Linked DNA regions of Pan troglodytes: region 2 is linked to region 1. A link is a contact called in public HiChIP or PLAC-seq data. All regions are on one chromosome and are shown on one strand. The core of a region is the stretch at or near the end of the contact, and the rest is flanking DNA. Distances in the headings are between cores, read along the strand shown.

What was found. HiChIP or PLAC-seq counts read pairs in DNA pulled down with a chosen protein or histone mark.
Region 2: an H3K4me3 HiChIP or PLAC-seq map of stem cell-derived excitatory neurons shows a contact between it and region 1, with 2.9 times the contacts expected there. The contact joins the promoter of TMEM106C here to the promoter of CCDC184 in region 1. A contact is called at or near these places in 1 of 7 Hi-C or Micro-C datasets (stem cell-derived neural progenitor cells) and 1 of 1 datasets of contacts at active chromatin or transcription factors (stem cell-derived excitatory neurons).

What each region holds. Positions count from the first base shown.
Region 1 is chr10:47,667,246-47,672,973 of NHGRI_mPanTro3-v2.0_pri, reverse strand. It overlaps CCDC184 (coiled-coil domain containing 184), which reads left to right and starts at 4,007. Exons shown (of 1, transcript XM_001160701.8): 1 at 4,007-5,728. The coding sequence starts at 4,517. The coding sequence ends at 5,101. It overlaps ASB8 (ankyrin repeat and SOCS box containing 8), which reads right to left and starts at 3,954. Exons shown (of 5, transcript XM_009425511.5): 1 at 3,024-3,954.
Region 2 is chr10:47,887,909-47,893,235 of NHGRI_mPanTro3-v2.0_pri, reverse strand. It overlaps TMEM106C (transmembrane protein 106C), which reads left to right and starts at 2,844. Exons shown (of 9, transcript XM_054664324.2): 1 at 2,844-3,251; 2 at 3,785-4,190; 3 at 4,766-4,980. The coding sequence starts at 4,794.

The DNA of each region.
Region 1 (5,728 bases), core at 2,758-5,257:
GCTTGGCCTGATTTACGTGAGGACAGGAAGCTTCTTGGAGGAGAGAAAAAGAATACATCCAAGAAGTGAAGAGAGCCAGGGAGTGAGAAAGCAAGGGCCAGGCTTGAGAGAAAGTGTGGGAGTGTTTGGGGAGAGAGAGATCAGCAGCAACAGCTATGCCATAATGTGTGGAACAAATAGAGAAGGAAGGAAGACAAGTTTCAGATGTTTCACTGTGCACTAAGAATGTAAACCCCTTTAGAGTTTGCCCAGAGACTGTAATAAAAATCTAAATTTCTTTTTAATTCTTTTGGCTATTGGATATGTTTGAGTGTGATATCAAGCTGTGATGGGCCACAAAACAGCTCAGCTTCATAAAAGTTATATTTGGGGGATACTGTCTGGGATTTGGCGCCTAAGGTACAGCAGTCAGCTATATCTTGTTTTAAATCATTGCTCTAGACCTGAGTCTAGCCAGCATCATCGGATTTATAGTGCAAAAAATACACCAGCTATAGAAAATAGAAACTAGAGATACACGAGACACTAGACAGAGGAAAATGGCAGAGCCTCTTCCAAATCCCAATTTTAGTGAGAATATGAGGTTTGAAACTAGGTGTACCTGATGGAAACCTATATGTAGATAGCATGAGGGTCTCTCCCTATCACAGATTGATAAGAGTGGGATGAAGGAAGAGAATAGCTAAGGGGATTCCCAGAGGATAATAGAAAAGCAGGAAGCAGAAGCTGTGCGGGGGTTATATTCTCTTATTATGTGGCAGTTCCTCTGAATATTCTAGTAGGATGGCTGGGGTATACATCTGGCCACCTTTTGCTTGGAAATGGACCCATGCAACTAACTATAGGGCATTGGGATCCAGAGAGCCCAGGCCTGTAACCCAGCTAGCTGACTGAGGCTCTGCCTCTGTTCTCCTTATTTTCCTGAGACTAGACTTTTCTACCTCATCTCATTTTCACACAGAGTTCCTGAAATGATCTGGTTTTCTATCAGATGCACCAATGTCTCCTTCCTATATTTTCTTTTTCTTTTCTTTTCTCTTTTCTTTTCTTTTCCTTCCCCTTCCCCTTCCCTTTCCCTTTCTTTCTTTCTCTTTCTTTCTTTCCTTCTTTCTTTTCTTTCTTTCTTTCTTTTTCTTTCTTTCTTTTCTCTCTCTCTCTCTTTCTTTCTTTCGACTAAGTCTTGCGCTGTCACCCAGGCTGGAGTGCAGTGGCACAATCTTGGCTCACTGCAACCTCTGCCTCCTGGGTTTGAGCGACTGTCCTGCCTCAGCCTCTGGAGTAGCTGGGATTACAGGTGCCCACCACCATGCCCAGCTAATTTTTGTGTTTTTAGTACAGACAGGGCTTCACCATGTTGACCAGGCTGATCTCAAACTACTGATCTTAAGTGATCCGCCCACCTCAGCCTCCCACAGTGCTGGGATTACAGGCATGAGCCACCGCACCCAGCCACCTTCCTATATTTTCAAATCCTGCTACTGGTCCACTCCCCCAGTTCCCACCTACCCTTGGCTCTCAAATGTTTGACCTGGAACTTGACTGGACCAGCCAAACTGCTTGATCTCTGCACATGTTTCCCATGGCCTTTTGTGCTTCTCCAATAATTTCCCCTCCCTCTGGGCTCAGATCCCTGTACTCTCAGTGGACTTCATGGCCAGCACCTCTGGATAGCATGATGTAATCTTATGCTGAAAGCCTTCACATCCTCAAGAATAGTGGCAAAAGGCCTTGTATGATGACATACCATAGCTCCTCCTGTATGGGGGCTATGCTTAGTGTAAGCTTATGGGATTTCAACAATGAGAGGTCCCCCACTGGGACAGAGTCACTCTTTGTAGGTAGAAGGTAGGGATATACCTGAAGGGTGAATTGGCAAGATGAAATCTTCCATGTGAAGTGCTTGTCAAGAGATGTAAAGTAACAGACCTAGACAGAAAGTCTGAAAGCCATGCCAGTCTTTTCTGGCTATAGCAGAGCTCTCCTCGGAAGGATGAAAGCAGGGTTGGACCTATAAGCCCTGAGAACATGCTTGCTGTAGTATAATCAGAAACTTATGCTGTGTAAGCTCAGCTGTTTTCATGTGTTCTGTTTCTATTTCTAGTTTTCCTACAGTTTTTAATAAAGTCTCTTTGTAAACACCAGCCCACTTCAGCTGTGCTTATGGAAACCAAGGAAAAGCATTTCTGTCCTCTCTTGAGCCAGAGTTTCAGGAGTAATCTAAGGTGTCATTACCACGTGTGGGGTACAGAGCAGAGGTAGGAGTCCTAAGCAAGTTGAGAGTGCTGGAAATCTGTAGAATGAAGGAAGAAATGAGCAAGCAAATAGAATTGAATCATTAGTTTCAGAAAATACAATACTGTGTTTTTAAAATTTGTTCATATATTTGTTTTGGGAAATCAAATTTCTAATGGCTGTATAATATTTTATGTATCAGCAATTTTGCCTTAGTTTATTTAAACATTCTGCTGCTGGTCATTTAGGATAGTCCCCACTTGTTTCTATTTTAAAAGCAGTAAGATTGGTATAGGTCAAGCAGTCCTCTAGTGTCACAAAAGTTTCCCTGGGCCAGCCTCACTCTTCATCACCAAGCACATAACCAGGGAAACCCAAAGGTAACACATTTGCTGTCACTGAACTGCCAGTCTACAAAACACTCACCTTTACCTAGTTCTTCTCTATGTTGAAGTGATATAGTTTGTTTCTCTTTCCCAGATTTATTCTTATGAACTTCATTTTTGGCTTCCGATCACTTGGCTTCCCTAATTTCCTAGGGTCATTATTAATTATTGTGCTCTGCCCAGGTGCTGATTCCTTCTCAATCTGCAATCATCTACATATATTAAAGATAATTTTTCTTCTTCCTCCACCCTTCCTGCTCCACCCCTTAAATAGGGAAAGGGCTTGTCACAAAGGTTGGGGATACTCAGTGTATGTCTGAACTTGGGCACTGAAAGAGAGAGCGGGAATTACTCTAACACACAGTCCCCCCATCCATACCCTCCACACAACGGTCAACAGTTTACCTTTTCACCTGTGAGATGATGCAGACTGTTATTCAGAATTAGAAATAGTATTATAGATTATCCAGTCCAATTCCCTAACAGATGAGGAAAATGATGTGGCCAAGGTCGCTGAATGAATAAGTGGCAGAAACGAAACTGAATTCAGGTCTCCTAAAACCCACTACGTTTGGCATGGGGAGTTCTGGATGAGAGCATGGGACTTGGTGGTTTTTGTTATTCATTCAATAACTATATTAAGCATCTACATACTAGGTGCCAGGCACTATTTTAGGAGCTGGGGATTCCGTGATGGAGGGTGCAGGGGAGACAAAAATCTCTCCCCTTATGGAGCTTTCATTCTCAAAACTTAAGCACTTGGCCTCCCCATCCGGGACAAACTCCCAGAGACCTGGGTAGGAGCGGTAGGGTCTCATAAAGGAGGGAGTCCCATCCTTCCCCAGCTCCGGTGATTTCTATAGCTAGAGGGCTGATTTACTGCAGAAACCTCCGTAGTGCCCTCCTCCTGCCTCTGCACCGTCAGGCCCGGTGGGGCCGGCTCCAGAGCGCCACCGCGCCCCAGCTCAACTCTGGGATCATTAGCAACAGCCTCTCTACCCTCTCCGCTTTCCTGCGCATCGCTGGAGGACAGGGAGGCAGGACTCGACTTTAGCGCCATCCTCTGAGAAAGGAATGCGGGCTGGAAAAATCTTTCCAGGGCAGTCTCGCTGGGTCTCATACCCCGGCTAGGGGAGGGACGATCTCTCCCGGACTTGGAGGTTTCTGCAGCAGACGGCTCTCTCATACTTCCCTATTAAACATTGCAACCACACGCTCTTTCCAGCCTTGGCCGAAGCCACTGCAGCGTCCCCTCTCCTCCCCCCACCCTGCTAGTCCAGACTCCAGAGCCCCACTGCAGCTTCCAGCCATCCTCCCTTTTTCTTCGCCACTTCCTGGTTACCATGGAGACACACGTCATTTACGTGCCGTGCGTCGCCTTGGAAACAGAGGAGCATCCGCGACACCCCCGGAAGACCCACCCCTGCTGCTGCTGCCACACTCGCGGGCGCTGCCCGGTAATGGCCTGAGGGAGTCCCGAGTCCGACGCGCCGCTGGCCTCAGCCTGGACCCGGACCCCTCCGCGAGCGCGTCTGTGACCCACGGAACCGGCAGGCGCTCTCTGCTTGTGGCGCCCAGAGGGCGGCGCTGACAGGGGCGCGATCCGGGAGGCGAGGCAGGGCAGGGCACTTTCGTCCCGGGGCGATCCCAAGAGACGCCGGCTCTGGGACCCTCGCCGGGTCCTCGTCCCGCCGCCTCTTCTCGGCCTCCCGCGATCCTGCCCGCGCCCTCTGCCCAGGACTCGTCTCTCACGTCGGCTCCCCGCCAGTCTCGGGAGCCTCCGCTTCCCTCGGCTCCCGCTAGCCCCTCCCGGGACCTCTCCCCCTCCACCCCCTCCCCCACCCCGGAGGCCGGGCTGGACGCGACCCAGAGCCTCCGCCACCCGCTTCTGCCACTCAATGGAGGACGGTCTGCTGGAGATCATGACCAAGGACGGCGGCGACATGCCGGCGCCCCTGGAGGTGTCCACCGTGCCGGCAGTGGGGGACGTGATCTCCGGGGAGTACAACGGCGGCATGAAGGAACTGATGGAGCACCTGAAAGCCCAGCTGCAAGCCCTGTTTGAGGACGTGAGGGCCATGAGGGGGGCCCTGGACGAGCAGGCCTCGCACATCCAGGTGCTCTCGGACGACGTGTGCGCCAACCAGCGAGCCATCGTCTCCATGTGCCAGATTATGACCACTGCGCCCCGCCAGGGCGGCTTGGGCGTGGTCGGCGGCAAGGGGAGCTTCCAGAGCGACCCCCAAGAGCCGGAGACTCCTTCGCCTGGTATCGGGGACAGCGGCTTGCTGGGTCGCGATCCCGAGGACGAGGAGGACGAGGAAGAAGAGAAGGAGATGCCCAGCCCCGCCACACCCTCCAGTCACTGTGAGCGCCCCGAGAGCCCCTGTGCTGGTCTCCTTGGGGGGGACGGGCCACTTGTGGAGCCCCTCGACATGCCCGACATTACCCTGCTGCAACTGGAGGGCGAGGCCTCCCTGTGAGGGGACTCCGTGGGGCACTACCTTCCCGGGCTGTCTTTGGGTTTCCGAGTGCATGACGCGAGGGGGACTGAACGGCGCGGTGCGGCATGCTTCACTTGGACAGCTGCTCTTGTGGGTCAGGCAGAGAGAGACTCCCTCGAGGAAGGATTTGTAGGGTGAAGGACTTTGGGAGCATCGAGAATTCTTTCTGCCCAACTAAGCGAATTATAGCGAACTGCGGAAAGGTGAGGCTCCGGGAGAGGAAGCGCCCGTCTCTGGACTCCCATCCATCCCTATCCTGTCCTTTCCCCCTTCCCAGACAACAGGAGAACCCGTGAATTGTGTAAATAAAATTCTGCTTTTTCTATTCTGAAAAAGGACTTACCTAGGACCATGGCAAATAATCTCTAACAATTTACCTGGAAATTAAGGAATTGGGGGTATTTTGTTCTGGCAACAGGAAATTTACCCTTCTGCTGAAATCCAAGATATTCAGTGCTCTGCAGAAGCCTCTCCCCCTCACAGATCTCTGCGGCTGCTGATTGGTAAAGGAAGCTTGAGGAGGGAACTGCAGCCCTAGGAATCTGGGTGAATGGGGTTCCAAGGGCCCCTGGGCTGGGAGGAGCTGGCTATGAATGTGCATGAAGA
Region 2 (5,327 bases), core at 1,595-4,094, 220 kb before region 1:
TTGCTTTCACTTTGCACTGCACACTCGCCCTGAATTCTTTCCTGAGCGAGATCCAAGAACCCTCTCTTGGGATCTGGATCGGGACCCCTTTCCTGTAACAACTTAGGACTTGGACTTTTGAGTTAATGCTGGGATGAGTTAAGACTTTGGGGGATTGCTGAGAAGGGATAATTGTATTTTGCAATGTGAGAAAGACATGAGACTTGGGAGGGCCGGGGTGGAATGACACAGTTTGGATTTGTACCCCTGCCCAAATCTCATGTTGAATTGGAGGAGGGGCCTCATGGGAGGTGATTGGATCATGGGGGCTGTTCTCGTGATAGTGAGTGAGTTCTCACAAGATCTGATGGTTTAAAAGTGTGTGGCACTTTTCCCTTCACTCTCTGCTGCTCTGCCATGGTAAGATGTGTTTGCTTTCCATTTACCTTCTGCCATGATTGTAAGTTTCCTGAGGCCTCCCACCCATGCTTCCTGTACAGCCTGTGGAACTGTGATTCAATTAAACCTCTTTTCTTCATAATTACCCAGTCTCAGGTAGTTCTTTATAGCAGTGTGAGAATGGATACAACCCTTCTTTACAGGGGAGAGAGAAGATGGGGAATGTAAGCAATTCTTTTGAGGGGCAGTAAATGATCAGGGAGAATGAATAGACAAGGCAGACACATTAACTTGTAAATGATTCTCTTTGCAATTTGAATGAGCAGGAAAGGCAGGCATTATCTTGTGAAAAATTCCATCCAAGCATGATTGCATTCTTCAGTCTTCTTCTCTGCCATAGATCATGATATTTCAGGGATGGGATACAAACTCTTGGTAAGAAGTTTTCTTGGCCAGGCACAGTGGCTCATGCCTGTAATCCTAGCACATTGGGAAGCTGAGGCAGGAGGACTGCTTGAGCCCAGGAGTTTGAGACCAGCCTGGGCAACAGGGGGAGACCCCATCGCCAGTAAAAATTTAAAAATTAGCTCGGCGTGGTGGTGCACACCTATGGTCCCAACTACTTGGGAGGTTGACGTGGGAGGTATCATCCAAAAAAGTATCAGAGATAAGTCTCAATTAATTTAGGAGTTTATTTTGACAAGGTTAAGGACATTCCTGTGACACAGCCTCAGGAGGTCCTAACGACATGTGCCCAAGGTAGTCAGGTACAGCTTGCTTTTAAACATTTTAGGGAGACATGAGACATCAATAATTATGTGTAAGATGTACATTGGTTGGGTCCAGTAAGGCAGGACAACTCGAAGGGTGCCGAGGTGGGGGTCTTTCAGGTCAGAAGTAGATAAGAGAAAAAAGGTTGCATTCTTTTGAGTCCTACATCCGTCTTCCATTGAATACACAATTTAGTCTGGCTCAGTACACCTGCATTTTTACATACACCGTAGGGCAGAGGAGGCAATCGAATACACATTTGTCTCAGGTGAGCCTCAGAAAGACGACTTTGAGTCATGTCTGTCCTTTGTCCACAAGGAAATTCCTTGTGGGCAAATTGTGAGGGGGATATGTAATTCTGATCTTTGTAGCTACCTTATTTAGAAATAAAATGGGAGGCAGAATTGCCTGACATAGTCTCCAGCTTGACTTTTCCCTTGACTTCATGATTTGGGGGTCCTGAGATTTATTTTTCTTTCACAATGGTAGTGAGGCATGTCTGACTCCCCCTTCCCATCATGGCCTGAACTAGTTTTTCAGGTTAACTTTGGAATGCCCTTGGCTGAGAGGAGGGGTCCATGCAGATGGCTGGGGGTGGAGAAGACTTAGCTTTATTTTTGTTTCACAGAGGACTGCTTGAGCCCCAGAATTTGAGGCTTCAGTGAGCTGTGATGGCACCACTGTACTTGATCCTGGACGACAGAGCAAAACCCTGTCTCAAAAAAAAAAAAAAAAAAAAAAAAAAAGCTTTCTTGGTGAGACAAGGAAATTCCAGAGAGAGTCTTCCCCTATGCTTGGGGTTGAGGGGAGGAACAAGACAAGGTTAGAGGTACCTTGATTCTGAGACTTGTTTTCTTTTAATTCTCAAAAGCACTCAGTATGCTCAAACACCATATTTTGGGGAATCGTTTTCTGTGACCCAACAGATGAAAAAAAAAAACGTTTCAAGAAGGAGAAGAGGTGGATCAGAGATGTGAGAGGGGAAGTAGAGGGTCCTTGTTGCCTCTTACTAAAGACTCAGTGGGCTGATTGTGGCCAGTGGTCAGGCAGATGGCTAGACAACAGCAGGTACACTGGCATTCCCCACAGGAGAAAGAGGAAAATACAGAGGTGGCAGAAACCTGAGGGGTCACCAGCCTCAGCCTCACTCTGTATTGCCAAGTGGGCCCCTTATTCATCCCATTTCAGAATATCTCCTCTCCCCTAGCATCATCTTTAATAATTTCACCTGGTTAATGTCTGTACTCAACTCCTGCTGCTGCAGGCTAAGCTCAACCTGGCAGTATGAACAAAGAAACCCACCCATTAAAAAGTACCCTCTAGGCCGGGCACAGTGGCTCAGGCCTGTAATCCCAGCACTTTGAGAGGCCAAGGTGGGCAGATCACCTGAGGTCAGGGGTTTGAGGCCAGCCTGGTCAACATGGTGAGACCCGGTCTCCACTAAAAATACAAAAATTAGCCAGGTGTGGTGGTGTGCGCCTGTAATCCCAGCTACTTGTGAGGCTGAGGCAGGAGAATCGCTTGAACCCGGGAGGCGGAGGTTGCAGTGAGCTGAGACTGTGCCACTGTACTCCAGCCTGGTCGACAGAGCAAGACTCCATCTCAAAACAAACGAACAAACAAACAAACGAAAAGTGCTTTCTAACCTCTTACGTACGTGCCTTTTTTGTGGAGGTCTGGGGAAGGGGGGCCCTACTACCGAATGAATCTACTCCTTGGTGCCTCTTGGCACCTAACTGGCTTGCAAAGCTCAGCTGTGGGGTCCGTTCCTGCGAGAAGCCAGCAGGACTCCCCATGGAAGGTTTCCCCCAGGCTGGGCCCCTCTGACTTGTGAGACTTCCAGCAGCACTTTTATCTACAGTATTGGAGGGGTCTGATGAAGCCTCTGGTTCCCCTCCTGGACTGAGGACAGGTTCTGATATAATTGCCGGACGGGTTCTCCTTGCCCGTTGCCCAGAGCTGATTCATCAAGACAGGGGAATTGCTGTGGAGATTTTAATTCATGCAGAGCCGGCTGAATGAGATACCAGAGTTTTATTACTCAAATAAGTCTCCCCGATAATTCAGAGACTGGGGTTTTTTAAGGATAATTCGGCTGGTAGGTATCAGGCAGTGGGGAGTGCTGATTGGTCAGGTTGGAGATGAAATCATAGGGGGGTCTAAGTGGGTTCTTCTTGCTGTTTTCTGTTCCTGGGTGGGATTGCAGAACTGGCTGAGCCAGATAACTGGTCTGGGTACTGCCAGCTGGTGCCTCAGAATGCAGGGTCTGAAAAATATCCCCAGCACCGATCTTAGATTTTACAATAGTGACGTTATCCCTTGGAGCAATAGGGAAGGTTTGGAATCTTGTGACCTCTGTCTGGATGACTCCTAAACCATAATTTCTAATCTTGTGGCTAATTTGTTAGTCTTACAAAGGCAGTCTGGTCCCCAGGCAAGAAGGGGGTTTGTTTTGGGGAAGGGCTGTTATCTTTGCTTCGAAGTTCAACTATAAACTAAATTCCTCCCAAAGTTAGTTTGGCCTATACCCAGGAATGAACAAGGGCAGTTCGGAGGTTAGAAGCAAGACGGAACTGGGTAAGTCAGATCTCTTTCACTGTCATAATTTTCTCACTTACAATTTTTGCAAAGGCAGTTTCTCTGGATGCTCCGCATGTGTGTACCCTCAGCGACTACACAGCTCCTGTACTATAAAGAATATTTCAGAATGGCTTCGGTAGCCGGCAGCACCATCCTCCTCTCGCAGCAGAGAAGTGTTTTGCTCTGGAAACTTGACTGAAGCCTTTCCCAGCCTATCTAGCGAACAGCAGAGCATCGTCCCGACTCCGCGGACTACCGCGGCCCAACAGCAAGGGTCGCGGCTCCCCGGCGCTCTCTGCCGCCCTCTACCGGAACCTAGGGAGCCAGACAGCTGCGATATTGGGAAGGCCTCCGGAGCCCCGAAGAGCGCACGCGCGAGCGCGCGCCCGCGTTCTCCTAGCGGGCTTGGTATTTGGCGCCTGCGCCCTGAATGCGTGCCGCTCCGCCGACCGAAGAGGCTGGTAAGTCCTCAAGCTGGCAGGTGGTCGGGAGAGCGGCCGGAGAGGAGCTGCCGGGAGTTCGTGCCCTGCAGGTCTGCGACGCTGGCGTTCGCTCCTGCCTAGGCCACTTTGGTGGGCTCAGAGCATCGCTTTTTGCCAAGGGGCGTGACCTGAGCCCGCCTCCTGGGGCTGGGGGTTGGAGAGGAATGGGAATCGTTAAGGCCGGTTATCAATTTGGTGCCTGTTTGTTGCTCAAGGAGGGGCATAGAGCTTACAAATAGTGAAGAGGAAGGGGCGAGGCTGGACCAGGTGGGAGCGGGGGTGCCCCAAGTCCCAGGGCGGTGAGGATCGAGGCAGGTGCGTGAAAGGCAGGCCCCGTTCCCCCTCCCCACCCCCGCCGGCTGTGTGTGGCGGGTAAGAGGGGAGTGGGTAGCACTACTACAAAATGAGGGTCCCGATAGAAATCGTACAGGTGTTGGGACCACACTCAGGGCGGCAACTTGTCATTTTTGCGTTTTTAATTTTCTTATAGAAACAAGCGATTTCTGTCGTGATTCACTGGGGCCGCTAACGTGCACTCCCTCTTTTCATCTTAGGACATGACACCAGTGGCATATCACGGCCATGGGGTCTCAGCATTCCGCTGCTGCTCGCCCCTCCTCCTGCAGGCGAAAGCAAGAAGATGACAGGGACGGTTTGCTGGCTGAACGAGAGCAGGAAGAAGCCATTGCTCAGTTCCCATATGTGGAATTCACCGGGAGAGATAGCATCACCTGTCTCACGTGCCAGGGGACAGGCTACATTCCAACAGGTGATCATGGAGGGATGATTCCCTGATGAGAATCCCAAGGTACCCTCGGAGTTCTCCTGTCTGCCCAGACAACTTTTCTTCTGGGCAGTAATACCATAATAGAGACAGTGCCCTGGACAGGAGCCAGCTCAACTGACTTAATACACTTGGGCAGTTCCGCAACTTCTCTTCCTCTCCTTATTTTTCCAACCCTTTCTTCTTTTCTTTACCTCCACTCTTGTTCTTTTCCTGAGGTTTGGAACATTCAGTTCGCTCTGTGTTGTGGGATTTGTTGACAGGCACATTTCTTTATCGCTGTCACAAGGATTGGGACAGCTTTGCGGGGGAACCATCTTGGAAGCTGCTTT